Regions from separate parts of the Oryctolagus cuniculus genome. Here region 2 is linked to region 1. A link is a contact called in public Hi-C data. All regions are on one chromosome and are shown on one strand. The core of a region is the stretch at or near the end of the contact, and the rest is flanking DNA. Distances in the headings are between cores, read along the strand shown.

Evidence for each region. Hi-C and Micro-C count contacts between places; a contact is called where the count stands out from the background.
Region 2: a contact with region 1 is called in a Hi-C map of embryonic fibroblasts, with 3 times the contacts expected there. The contact joins two enhancer-like sites. A contact is called at or near these places in 3 of 6 Hi-C or Micro-C datasets (ear pinna, embryonic fibroblasts and an unstated tissue).

Annotation. Positions count from the first base shown.
Region 1 is chr8:77,404,964-77,411,461 of mOryCun1.1, forward strand. All of the region lies in intron 2 of LOC103350759 (a long non-coding RNA gene), which reads right to left. It also overlaps a transcript of LOC100008640 not described here. Among named protein-coding and RNA genes, the nearest start is that of PPM1K, 57 kb to the left of the region's middle. Within about 2 kb of position 3,743, at least 3 of the 8 cell types and tissues checked have an H3K27ac peak or open chromatin away from gene starts, as enhancers often do.
Region 2 is chr8:77,675,889-77,682,386 of mOryCun1.1, forward strand. LOC100008872 (polycystin-2) reads right to left here. Exons shown (of 15, transcript XM_002717010.5): 3 at 1,929-2,062; 4 at 1-223. Among named protein-coding and RNA genes, the nearest start is that of SPP1, 53 kb to the right of the region's middle. Within about 2 kb of position 4,088, at least 1 of the 8 cell types and tissues checked has an H3K27ac peak or open chromatin away from gene starts, as enhancers often do.

The sequences.
Region 1 (6,498 bases), core at 2,493-4,992:
CATGTCCAAAAATTTGTGTAATCTTAAAAGATGGTAAGAATATGAAAGAATGAAGGACTTTGTTAAGCTCAAAAAGCTTAACATTAAGGCCAAAATGACAATTATAATAAGATGTCCTTTTCCAAATTAAAAAAAAAGAGCAACATCCAAGCAATACTTAACCTTAGTGTAAATGACATACTTTGGTCAGTAATCAGAAGCGTTATATAATATATGCTGTAGGTGGAAGGTTGTCACAACATTGCAACATGAAATATCGTCCCAAATCAGAATCAGTGCAAGAAATCAATCCCAGGGGAAGTCTTTACTTCCTAGGGTCACACAACCTCAACAAGCTTCTAAGACACCTGCCAAAAGCTATTCTGGTATGTACAGTAGTCTCCTTAGTGGGGAAAACATTTTTCATTCTAGGAAATGCTTAAGGTATCAAACCCATATGAATACTTTTTTTATTTGACAGGTAGAGTTATAGACAGACAGAGAGAAACAGCGAGAAAGATCTTCCTTCTGTTGGTTCACTCCCCCTGGATGCTACAGCCAGTGTTGCACCGATCCGAAGCCAGGAGCTTCTTCCTGGTCTCCAATGTGGGTGCAGGGGCCCAAGCACTTGGGCCATCCTCCACTGCCTTCCTGGGCCACAGCAGAGAGCTGACCTGGAAGAGGATTAGACCCTGGTGCCTATATGGGATGCTGGCGCCGCAGGCGGAGAATTAACCAAGTGAACCATGGCGCCGGCCCCACATATGAATACTTTTATACTAAAGAATGTTTACCTACTTGCTATTTCTATACTTACATTATTCAATAGACTTTGGTCTAGTACAATGAGAACAATTTTGTCAAAATTTCAATTGATTTAGGCTTGTGATATAAAGTTGAAATCTTACAAGTTTGGAGAAGACAATGGGATATTTAAAATAACTACCTTTGACCATATTAATTTCAATTTGTTTTGTGACTTATTTTGTTGTTTGAGCACTTGGGAATATTTAGTTTTTAAATTACAAAATGTGACTGTTGGGGTTGGCACTGTGGTATAGCAGGTAAAGCCACTGCCTGCAGTGCCATCATTCCATATGGGCACTGGTTTGAATCCCAGCTGCTCCATTTCTGATCCAGCTCCCTGCTAATGCACCTGGGGAAGCAGCAGAAGATGGCCCAAGTGCTTGGGCCCCTGTACCCATGTAGGAGACCAAGATGAAGCTTCTGGCTCCTGGCTTTGGCCTGGCACAGGCCATTTGTGGAATGAACAAGCAGACTTCCCTCTGCCTCTGCCTATCCCTTCCTGTGACTCTGCCTCTGCCTATCCCTTCCCTCTGCACCCCAAATAAAAAATACCTTTAAAAAAAAAAAAAAAACAGAGAGACGGAATTGAGAGATTCAGCGGCATGATTACGAGATACAGATTGACCATTTGTGTTGCATCCTAGCTGTCTTACAAAAGAAGAGTAGGAAACAGCTTCTAAGTCTCAGGATATGGTGGCCTTGCTTTCCGGGCTCAGATGTTTAGACTTTTTAGTAATGAGAAGAATGAATGGTTTTTCAATAGGTGATGATAGGAAGAAAGAGTTTGGTAGTTCTAGAAATAAGATTATGCTGGCAAGGGCCAATGTTGTGGCCCTTGTAGGTGGGTAAAGCCGCTACCTGCGACACCAGCATCCCATTTGGGCTCCTGTTCATGTCCCAGCTGTCCACTTCCAATCCAGCTCCCTGCTAATGAATGGCCTGGGAAAAGCAGTGGAAGATGGCCCAAGTCCTTGGGCCCCTGCCACCCATGTCAGAGACTTGGATAAAGGCCCTGGCTCCTGGCTTTGGCCTGGACCAGCCCGGGACTTTGCAGTCATCTTGGGAGTGAACCAGTGGATGGAAGTTCTCCCTCTCCCTCTCTGTAACTCTTTCAAATAAAATAAATCTTTCTTAAATTTATTTATTTGAAAGAGTTACACACAGAGAGAGAGAGAGAAAGAGTGAGAGAGAGAGAGGTCTTTCATCTGCTGTTTCACTCCCAATTGGCCGCAAGGGCTGGAGCTGCGCCAATTCGAAGCCAGGAGCCAAAAGCTTCTGCCAGGTCTCCCATACAGGTGCAGGGTCCCAAGGACTTGGGCCATCTTCTACTGCTTTCTCAGGCCATAGCAGAGAGCTGGATCAGAAGTGGAGCAGCTGGGACTTGAACCAGTGCCCATATGAGATGCCGTCACTGCAGGCAGTGGCTTTACCCTCTATACCATAATGCTGGCCCCAAAATAAATAAATCTTAAAAAAAAAAAAAAAAAAAAAAAACTATCCTGGGACAAGGTGTAAGACAGTTCAAGTTGGAGGAGAGAGGGAATGCCATTGGCAGAAAATATAGAAAATGGTCAGATATGTAATGATAAAGGACTAAGAAATGTATGATCAGAGGTTACGAAGAAACAGAATCCCTACACATTACAAAGGAAGAATTGATGGAATTGATAGACTGATAAGAGTATTTTTATGAAAGTGCAAGAGGGCAAGTTTTTAGAATGAAGTATGCCTCCATGAGTCATTCATATTTTTAGTTTTTCTTTTCAACACCAAGTAGGTTGAAATAATTCTATCTGTAGAAAAGTAGTGCAGGGGCTGGTGCCGTGGTGCACTAGGTTAATCCTCCGCCTGCGGCACCGGCATCCCATGTGGGCGCCGGTTTTAGTCCCAGTTGCTTCTCTTCCAGTCTAGCTCTCTGCTGTGGCCTGGCATAGCAGTGGAGGATGGCCCAAGTACTTGGGCCCCTGCACCCGCATGGGAAACCAGGAGGAAGCTCCTGGCTCATGGCTTTGGATTGGCGTAGCTCGGGCCGTTGTGGCCATTTGGAGAGTGAACCAATGGAAGGAATATCTTTCTCTCTGTCTCTCTCTCTCTAACTCTACCTGTCAAATAAATTAAAAATAAATAAATAAATAAATAAAAGTAGTGCAAAAGTTCAGATTCCTTGGGGTCAGCACTGTGCCATTGAGGTTAAAGCCACCACCAATTCACGTCCCGGCTGCTCCACTTCCAGTCTAGCTCTCTGCTATGGCCTGGGAAAGCAGTGGAAGATGGCTCAAGTCCTTGGACCCCTGCATCCCTGTGGGAGACCCGAAGAAGCTCCTGGCTTTAGATCAGTCCAGCTCCAGTTGTTGTGACCATTTGGGAAGTGAACCAGCAGATGGGTGACCTCTCTCTCTCTGCCACTCTGTAACTCTGCCTTTCAAATAAATAAATAAATCTTTTTAAAACAAAAAAAGGAAAGGAAAGAAAAATAAAGTTCGGATCCCTACTTTTTTTGGGAGAGAAAAGATCTTTTGCAAGTCAAAACATAACAGGAATGCATACCCTCCAGGTTTCGTGCTTATGTGCTTTTATGATTAGAATCTTGCTTTTACCAAATGAACCTGTAGAAAGAGTCAAGAGGGGTGATGTGCTGCTGCCGAAGCGATGTGTTGCAACCTGCTAGAGTCTCTGGAAGACCTTCCAGTTGTTACCTAAAGAGAAGGCCCAGGACAAACATGTTTGCCCATTGTACTTCAGAGAAGAGGCTGTCAAGGTCTCTGCCAGGGGACACTGAAGGAAACAGAACTGTAGGAATTCTTTGGACATTTCCTAATGCGTCCCTGTGGGTCGATGTGCTTCAGGAAAAGACCGACAACTCCTGGCCAAGAAGGAAGCAGCTTTAAGGAAGCAATGCCAAGACTACGGACTTGCTATGGTCTTCACTAACTGGGTAACATTGTTCCAGCCAGCCGGATCTTCCTGTTTTAAGGGATATGCAAACATGTTTTGTATTTCACTGGCAGATACTGGAGCAGCTTAGGACCTTGGATTCATGTCTATTTCTATCGAGAACCCACCTACTGCAAATATGAAAGTCAAGTACTACTATTGAAACAAATATTTTTGTTTTTAAATAGCTGTGTATTTATTTTACTTATTTGAAAGGGGAGGGGAGAGAGAAAGATCTCCTGTCTACCAGTTCACCCCTCAAATACTTGCAACAGCCAGAATTGGGCTAGACTGAAGTGAAGATCTAGGAACTAGAACTGAATCCTGGGTCTCTCACCCGGGTGGCAGGGACCCAGGTAGTTGAGACATCATCTGCTACCTCTCAGAGTGCACACTGGCAGGAAGCTAGAATTGGAAGCCGAGCCAGGCCTCAAACCCAGACACTCCAATATGAGATATGGGCATCCTAAGCAGCACGTTAAGCACTATGCCAAACACCTGCCCCTGAAACAATATAAGGGGACTTCAAAAGGGTCATGGAAAATGGAATTAAAAGATTAAAACTTTAGTGGAAAAAAATTTTAAATCCATTCCTGCTCATACTATGGTTGATAAAATCCTTTGGGGGCTGGCGCCATGGCTCACTTGGTTAATCCTCTGCCTGCGGCACCAGCATCCCATATGGGCACCGGGTTGCTCCTCTTCCAGTCCAGCTCACTGCTGTGGCCCGGGAGGGCAGTGGAGGATGGCCTAAGTACTTGGGCCCCTGCACCCACATGGGAGACCAGGAAGAAGCACCTGGCTCCTGGCTTCAGATCGGTGCAGCAGCGCCCATGGTGGCCATTTGGGGGGGGTGAACCAACAGAAGGAAGACCTTTTTCTCTGTCTCTCTCACTGTCTATAACTCTACCTGTCCAAAAAAAAAAAATTCTTTGAACTAGCCAGAATTGTAAATAGCCTGAGGTGGTTTTATTTTTTAAAACTTATTTAAAAGGTAGAATTATAGAGAGGCAGAGTGAGGTCCTCTATCCGCTGGGTCACTCCCCAAATGGCAGCAATGGCCAGAGCTAGGCCGGTCTGAAGTCAGGAGCCTGGAGCTTCTTCCATTCTCCCACGTGGGTATAGGGGCTCAAGCACTTGGGCCATCCTCTGCTGCTTTCTCAGGCACATTAGCAGGGAGCTGGGTCAGAAGAGGAGCTGCTGGAACTTGAACCGGAACCCATATGGGATTGTCAGCACTGCAGGTGGTGGTTTCATCTGCTAAAGACCTCCAAGTATAGGTCATACCCATACCAATTAAATCAGAATCTCTCCCAAGAGACTCTAAATGCTGACAGCTTGAGGACTGGGGCTTCTCAACACTTAACAGTGTATACGAGTCATCTGTGGACCTTGATAAGCATATGCACTGATTCTGAGCATGGGTCTGGAATGGTGCACAAGAGTCTTCATTTATTTTTCTTTTCTTTTCTTTTTTTTTTTTTTTTTTTTGACAGGCAGAGTGGACAGTGAGAGAGAGAGAGAGAGACAGAGAGAAAGGTCTTCCTTTTGCTGTTGGTTCACCCTCCAATGGCCGCCACAGCCGGTGTACTGCTGCCAGCGCATCGCGCTGATCTGAAACCAGGAGCCAGGTGCTTCTCCTGGTCTCCCATGGGGTGCAGGGCCCAAGCACCTGGGCCATCCTCCACTGCACTCCCGGGCCATAGCAGAGAGCTGGTCTGGAAGAGGGGCAACCGGGACAGAATCTGGCACCCTGACCGGGACTAGAACCCAGTGTGCTGGCGCTGCAGGCGGAGGATTAGCCTATTGAGCTGCGGCGCCGGCCAAGAGTCTGCATTTCTATCCAGCTCCCAGGTGAAGCCATGATGGTCTTCCCCAACCCTTTGAGTAGCAAGGGAGGAATTGGATAAGTGGTCTACATCAAACTGTGGTCCCCATCACAATCACCTGGAGAATTTGGGTAAAACACAAAGGCCAGATCTCATCCTACTCTACTTCAAGGAACCTAGGCCTCTGCATTTTTTCCTTCCTTTCTTTCAGATTCCTTTCCTTAGGTAGAGACAGAGAGAAAAATCTTCCATACTCTGGTTCATTCCCCAAATGGCCACAATAGCTGGAGCTGGGATGATCTGAAGCCAGGAGCCTGAAGCTTCTTCCAGGTTTCCTACACAGGTGAGGGGCCCAAGGGCTTGGGCCATCTTCTACTGCTTTCCTAGGCCCTAGCAGGGAACTTGATCGGAAGAGGAGCCGCTGGACTAGAACCAGCGCTCACATGGGATGCAGGCGGAGCAACCTACACAGTGCAAGCCTGGGCCTCTACATTTCTTATGCAGCTTCCTAGGTGATTCTGATGTACATTAAGAGATGAGGACAGCACGGGGCGGGGTGGGAGGGTGTAGGAACTCTCAGCCCTGGGCTATCTAACCACTCTGCCCCTTTGCCTTTTATTTGTAAATCTCACTTTCACTCCTGTTAGGCAGTGATCTTTATTTCCTGCAGTTTTCATAGTCTTGCTTCAGCATGAACCTCATACTTAGAGTGTTTCTGTACTTTTTTTTTTTTAAGTAATTCTACTTTAAATTATAGCAGAATCACTAAATAGCCTTGCCTTATTTAAGTATATCCAAAGCAACTTTCTGGTCTACAGAACAACTTTTGTCACAATGTGCTATTTTCCACATTTTTGGGCCCATACTTGTGATACATTGAAATAATTCCTAATTTCTCCCCAACAGCAGACAGATATGCCATCTCCTGGCATGATGGACTTTATAAAAT
Region 2 (6,498 bases), core at 2,838-5,337, 270 kb after region 1:
CCCTGTCTTCGCTACTGACAGAGTAGACATCATAGCACTCTTTAATTTCATCTCTCAAGTCCTGAGGGATGGAGCAGGAGCCGTTGCGGACTTTGAGTTGCCGTATACGTGGCACCCCCAACAGCAGGTTCTCGTAGAAAATGAAACTGCGGTTGTCAGCTTCAGTCTCGTTGTCAGGTTGTATCTTCCAGTACAGCCCATCCAACAAGGAGCCTTCTGTGAACTGCAAGCAAAGGTATCATTTTTGAAAACTTGTAAGCTAAGTGGCTATCCTTGGTCCTGCCTAGACAATTCACACAGCCGAGTCCGGCGACTGTAGGAACACAGGCAAGTGTTAAGAATGGGTTTTGCCACCTGAAAGATTTTGGTTTGGCTGCTGCTCCATAGCTTGCTAGCTGTGAAGCCTGGAACAAAGGCTTCTGACCCAGGGATCCTGCCTCCGAAAAACTCATCCTTTGCATGGTCACTGAACTTGGCACAGAGTCACCAAGTGTGCGCTTAACAAATGCTAACCCTGAGTTCTGTTCTAGGACTAAAGGTGAGGGAGGAATGGTGTTGCATAAATCCACAACCACGATCAACTCTTCTTTCCCTTGAGAAAAAGCAACCCACATGGTCACAGAGAGAAGGCCACACTCTACCCTCTGGTGGGTCTTTCATTTGTCTGGACTTCTTTTTTTGTTATTGTTTCTGAATACTGTTTCTATATTAACTTTGACAAAATAAGAAAATGTGATTATTTATCTTTCTGGCTCTGGCTTTTTTCACTTAGCATAAAGATCTCCAGTTCCATTCATTTTGTTGCAATTGTTAGGGTTTCATTTTTTTCTGGATGAGTCATAGTCCATTGTGAACTGGGCTTTGTAAACATGGGCTTGCTCTTGCTACATGATGAACTCCGCAACCTCTGCCTACCCGTTTTGGGTTGGCATTTAGTGTCATGAAACTGTAAATATGAGAAGGCTCTTGTTAGTTTGCATAACTAAATATAGATCTAGTCATTTATCAGCATATTATCCTTATCAGAAGGACAATGAATAGATACAGGCTGATAGCCCTCCTGGGGTGATGAAAACAGCCATACTGTGAAGTGTGGTTTGCCCTCTGTGAAGAGGCTCCTTAGACCTCATTTTATCAGTGTGTGAAATCAACAGCTGTGACCCAGGGTTTAGCAAAAATTTTCAAAAGTATCTCCCTAGAGAAAACAATCATTTCCTTCCCAATTTCCCTTCAATTTTCTTAGATTCTTTTAATATTTTCCTATGATATTACTCATTGCTTATGTCCTGCTACTATGCTGGAATCTGTGGCAACTGGGGAAGGGGCTGAGTTGACTTTTACATTAGCAGGGCTTTGAAAGGACATGATTACCTCGAATCAGGCACCACGCTGGGGCCAGCGACACACACACTCATCAACAAGATGAAACAGAGAATGAAGCAACACAGAGCAATTGCACTGTTCTCCAGGGTCTTATGTCCTATGAGACCTCATTCACTATTTATGAGATTATGAATGACTGAATGAATTATAAACTAGAATGAAGAAGTGGTTGTCAGACTAGAAAAACGCCCACTATTCTTATTCCTTAGCTGTGTGACCATATCAATGTAAGCACCTTGAGTCTCCTCTTCCTCATTTACAAACTGAGGGACAATTATTAGCATTTACCATGGAAGGTGACTATGGAGAGTAAATCAGGTACGAGATAGCATGGTGCAAGTCACATGCATGGTTCCCAGTGAATATTAGTTTACTCTTCTTGGCAGGTAGGAACAGTAACTTCTACCAACTCACTCAACTTACAACATCTCATAGTGCTAAACACATAGCAGGCCCTGCAGGAACACATTCATGCACTGAACTTAGGAAGCTAAATGAACAATTTTCAGTGATAGAGATGTACTTTCAAAGTCATTTGCAAATACCTTCCAGAAGTCTTCCATCGAAGCGAGAGTTTTAAAGTTAGTTTTCTCCGATTTGGAAATGGGAGTGTCCAGGAAGAGCTGGGACATTATCCGGGTGTAGTAGTACACATTGGAACTCATCATGCCGTAGGTCACTGGAACACAGAGGGAGCCCAGTGAACTCTACAAAGAAGCTGCAGACACGTTGTTCACCAGCCAAAAGCCCTCACGAAAGGATGGTTCTGGCTGATGGGCAGTCAGCCACACAAGGTCTTCTCTCACCCTTGCCTTCCCTCTTCAGTCCATCTCATCTCATTAGCTTAGAAAAAAAACATGTTTGTTGGATTATGTGAAACAACACTGACTCACTATTGAGAATCAAATTAAGATCAGGGGCCTTCACTGGACACTGGGCCCTTCCATCAGGCCTGTTCAGTTTCACCTCCCACCTGCCTCCAGGACTGGAGCCCACATCCCAGTTAGCTGAGCTGCACCGGCCCCAAGAAAATCTGGGCTGAGCTCTTCATGCTCGGTCATGCACCTGCTGCCTCCTCTCCCTACAGCTGCTCAGGACACCAGGCCCTGGCTCCCTGCAGATCAGTGCCTCTGCCATTCTGCTCTGCCCCTGAGGCTGGTTTCTGTGGACTGTGCCACCGGGGAGACTGTGCCCCTTGGGAGTCAAAGGGGGAGGGGAGAGAGAGAGAGAGAGAGATGTTGGTTTGTTCCCTCCACTCCTACATTCTACTCCCTCACGATCTGGATGTACCTGCCAGTGCATCCTCTAACCTTGGCCACTGCTTCCGGAAGAATCAGTTTGCCCCAGCTGCACTGGGTTCATGCCATCCCATCCCCTCCCTGAGTCCCTCAGTCCTTTCCCAAGTGACTCACCCCCCTCTTCTGGTTACCTTAACCCTGCTTCACCTATACAAATAGTTCCTTCATTACACTTCCTTTAATTACCACTCGGAATTCATAAGTGACTTGGGCAAGCTCATTATACTTTCTGAGCTTAAATTTCCTTTTCTGTAAGAAGGCCTAATTACCCCATAGGGTTTTTTGGGGTTCTTAAAATAGCTGAAATTTACCCACGAGTGGCTAACACTTGACAAATATCTGTTTTAAGGAAGTCAGATCTCTATACTTATTTTCTCTGTGGTTCTCCCAATGCTTTTGAGGTGGAAATCAGAAATCAGATGCAGCTTCCCCCAGGTTCTAGGATTCATTACTGCGTTTACAATTGCTGCACCCATACCAGGCAGTGGCCCACACTGGCTGTGAGCCACCGTCCCTCCCATGACAGTGATGCCGCTCGTGTTACCCTGACTCCCGGGGTCTTGGACTACTGGGGCCACACTCGGCAGGCCGGCCCCAACTGGGGCTCCTGGCTGTCATTCCTCTGGGCAGTTCTCAGCTGTTTCTTCACCCGGGATGGACATGGGCTACGAGGTCTGCAGTTCTGGGAGCTGGCCTCCAGTCCCCGTGGCCTCCACCAACTGACACCTCTGAGCCTCACAGGGGCATGCTCACCGGGAGTTCTGGACCTTACTTTGTAAATTCCTGTCTCCGCAATAAAAACATTCCCATGGGGATTGTGACTGAACTTGAAAAAACAAGCAATAAAACATCTAATAGTGGGGGATTGCCCTAACACACCTGTTAAAAATCTCAGCACCTTGACAAGTCCTCTCTTATGCTGGACTCTAATGATCACAGGTGTACTATGCTGTAACTCCTACAATTAGCTGATGAGAAAGCTTCAAAGGGAAGGAAGGCATTTTATACTTCTTTTGACAGTAGCCCTGAATTCCCAGGAAGTGACTGACACGGATCTCATTCTGTAAGTTTTTAGGCATCACAAAATGCACATTAAACTTGTATGAAATTATTTTGGCATTGAATGCTCCCTAGTAAAGTTTGACTTCTTACAGCCCTTTCAAGCATCATAGAAAGTCAAGATTATGAAGGGAGAGGGCATCGGGATTCAAACAGGAGGCAGTTCTGCAGTTCTCCTCAAGCAGCCAGTTAAGCGAAGAGTATGCATAATCCACACAACTTGTGCACTGCTCAGCTTCCTCACCTGCCAGCCCATGAGCCACTGTAATCAGGGTAAGTGCTGCCCTCTTCAGGCGCAGCATAGCATGCCAGCTGCTTCTCAAAACCGGACTGAGCCAGGGCTTGGAGTTCTAACATTCCTGGAACAGGTGTCAGACATGCAGATGAGCAAGCTGTCTTCAAGAAGCAGCTCCCAGTGTACCCAGGGAGGGTGTCCCCAGCTCCCTCAAAGGGATGGACGCAGGTACACTGCACCCTGCAAAGGGCATCTGTCCTTCAAGGGGACACAGTTGATATGGAAAAGTAAGTAGAAAGGCCCCCCAAAGCCTACTAAAAATTGAGTTGATTGTTTTCAGTTAACTTGAAATGCTGATGGATTTTAGATTGATCGGTTTGTATTCTGGAGTTTTTACCTGTGGGTTTGTTGTTAAAAACGAAATGTGAGCCATTGTTTAAATTTTTATTTATAAATATGGCATCATTAAATGCAAGTATGAATATATAAGGATTTTAGCCACTGACTTTAAAATCTCTCTCAAAAACCAATACTGAGTTTTACTTTTGAAATTCTCAGGATCAGTATTGGCTTTAATGGCTGTATTTATAGAAAGGGAAGCAACAAAGTTCCTTGGCTATGTGGCACCCTCTGCTGGACAGCCAGAGAAACAATCCCTATTTTTTCCCCCAACATTAACTGGGTCCCTCCCTTGTGCCAGGCCTCAACTGGTCCAGGGTATCCTTGAGTGACAGCTCCACACACTCCAGGAGTTAGCCAAACCATAAGCCTTTGTAGGTGGCAGCTAAATGATCCCTAGATACTGAGTCAAAATGGTTTGGGTCTGAGTTTCAATTGGCTCAGTCCCATTATCTGCTTCTGTGTTTGTGATTGTGGGCCTTGCAGTCTTGGCATCTTGGGCAACTACTAAACTCTTCTGAGCCTGATGCTGTGATCTAGAAAATGAGAATGGTGATATCTACAGTGTTTATGAAGCTCAAGTGGAGAAAGGCACGTGACGATATCTGCACACTCTAAAAGTAATGGAAGCAAGAAACTGCCACATCCTTTCCCCTTTAGTGCCTGGTGGAGAAAGCCCACTTGCAAGGTGGCATCCACTGTCTCTGTATGTGCAAATATTTCTTCTGCTATTTATCTCTTATGGTAACCCCATTTCCATTTTTCTACAAAATAAGGAAGAACAAAGTATGTTAAACCATGGCATCTCTAAACAGCTGGCATCTAAATTAACAAAAGCTGCCTTAAATACAGTCTACCATTTCAAAATAGGTCATAGATATTATTTTATTCTTGATACTTCTGAAAAACATAGGTTCAAATATTACAACAAATAACAGGTATGGTAGAAGCATATCTATTTTTTTTTTTTTTTTGACAGAGTGGATAGTGAGAGAGAGAGACAGAGAGAAAGGTCTTCCTTTTGCCGTTGGTTCACCCTCCAATGGCCGCCACGGCTGGCGTGCTGCAGCCAGCGCACCGCGCTGATCCGAAGGCAGGAGCTAGGTGCTTCTCCTGGTCTCCCATGGGGAGAAGCATATCTATTATATAAATGCCAAATGACTAGAATAAAAAAGCAAAGAAAAATTGTATAATTTACCAAAAGGAAAAAGGAAAACATAAAAAAGAGAGAAAAAAATAAAAGTGACAGAGATTTGACAGAAGCATGAAATGTGAAGGGATTAAATTTATTAGATTAGGAGTTTTAAATTACGGATTAAAAAGTTTTAAAAAAATGCACCTCTAGAATTTTTTTTTTTTTTTTGGACAGGCAGAGTTAATGAGAGAGAGAGACAGAGAGAAAGGTCTTCTTTCCATTGGTTCATTCCCCAAATGGCTGCCACGGCCAGTGCCCTGCACTGATCTGAAGCCAGGAGCCAGGTGCTTCCTCCTGGTCTCCCATGTGGGTGCAGGGCCCAAGCTCCTGGGCCATCCTCCACTGCCTTCCTGGGCCATAGCAGAGAGCTGGCCTGGAAGAGGAGCAACCGGGACAGAACCAGCACCCCAACCGGGACTAGAACCTGCAGTACCAGCACCGCAGGTGGAGGTTTAGCTTATTGAGCCACGGCACTAGCCTGCCTCTAGAATTTTTAAAAGAAACCCATTCAAAATAAAGGGATGAGAAAATATATCAGGAACAAATATCTTTTTAAAAATGTAAAGTGACTGAAGTCACTGTGCACTTCTCCCCATGTAGGACCTCCATCCTTAATGAGTTGTACTATGAGAATTAACTGCAAAACTTGTTCCTAAACTGTACTTTATATGTTGTGTGTGTGCATGAGTGCAAACTGTTGAAATTTGTACATAACATAGAGTTGGTCCTCTGTATATAAAATTAAACTAAAAATGAACCAAAATGAAGAAGGGGATGGGAGAGGGAGTAGGAGGTGGGATGGGAGTCAAGGTGGGAGGGTGGTATGGGGGAAAGAACCTCTATATTCCTAAAGTTATACCTATGAAAAATGCATTCATTAAATAAAAGCTTTTAAAAATGTTAATAAAGAAATCTATCAAGGAAAAAAA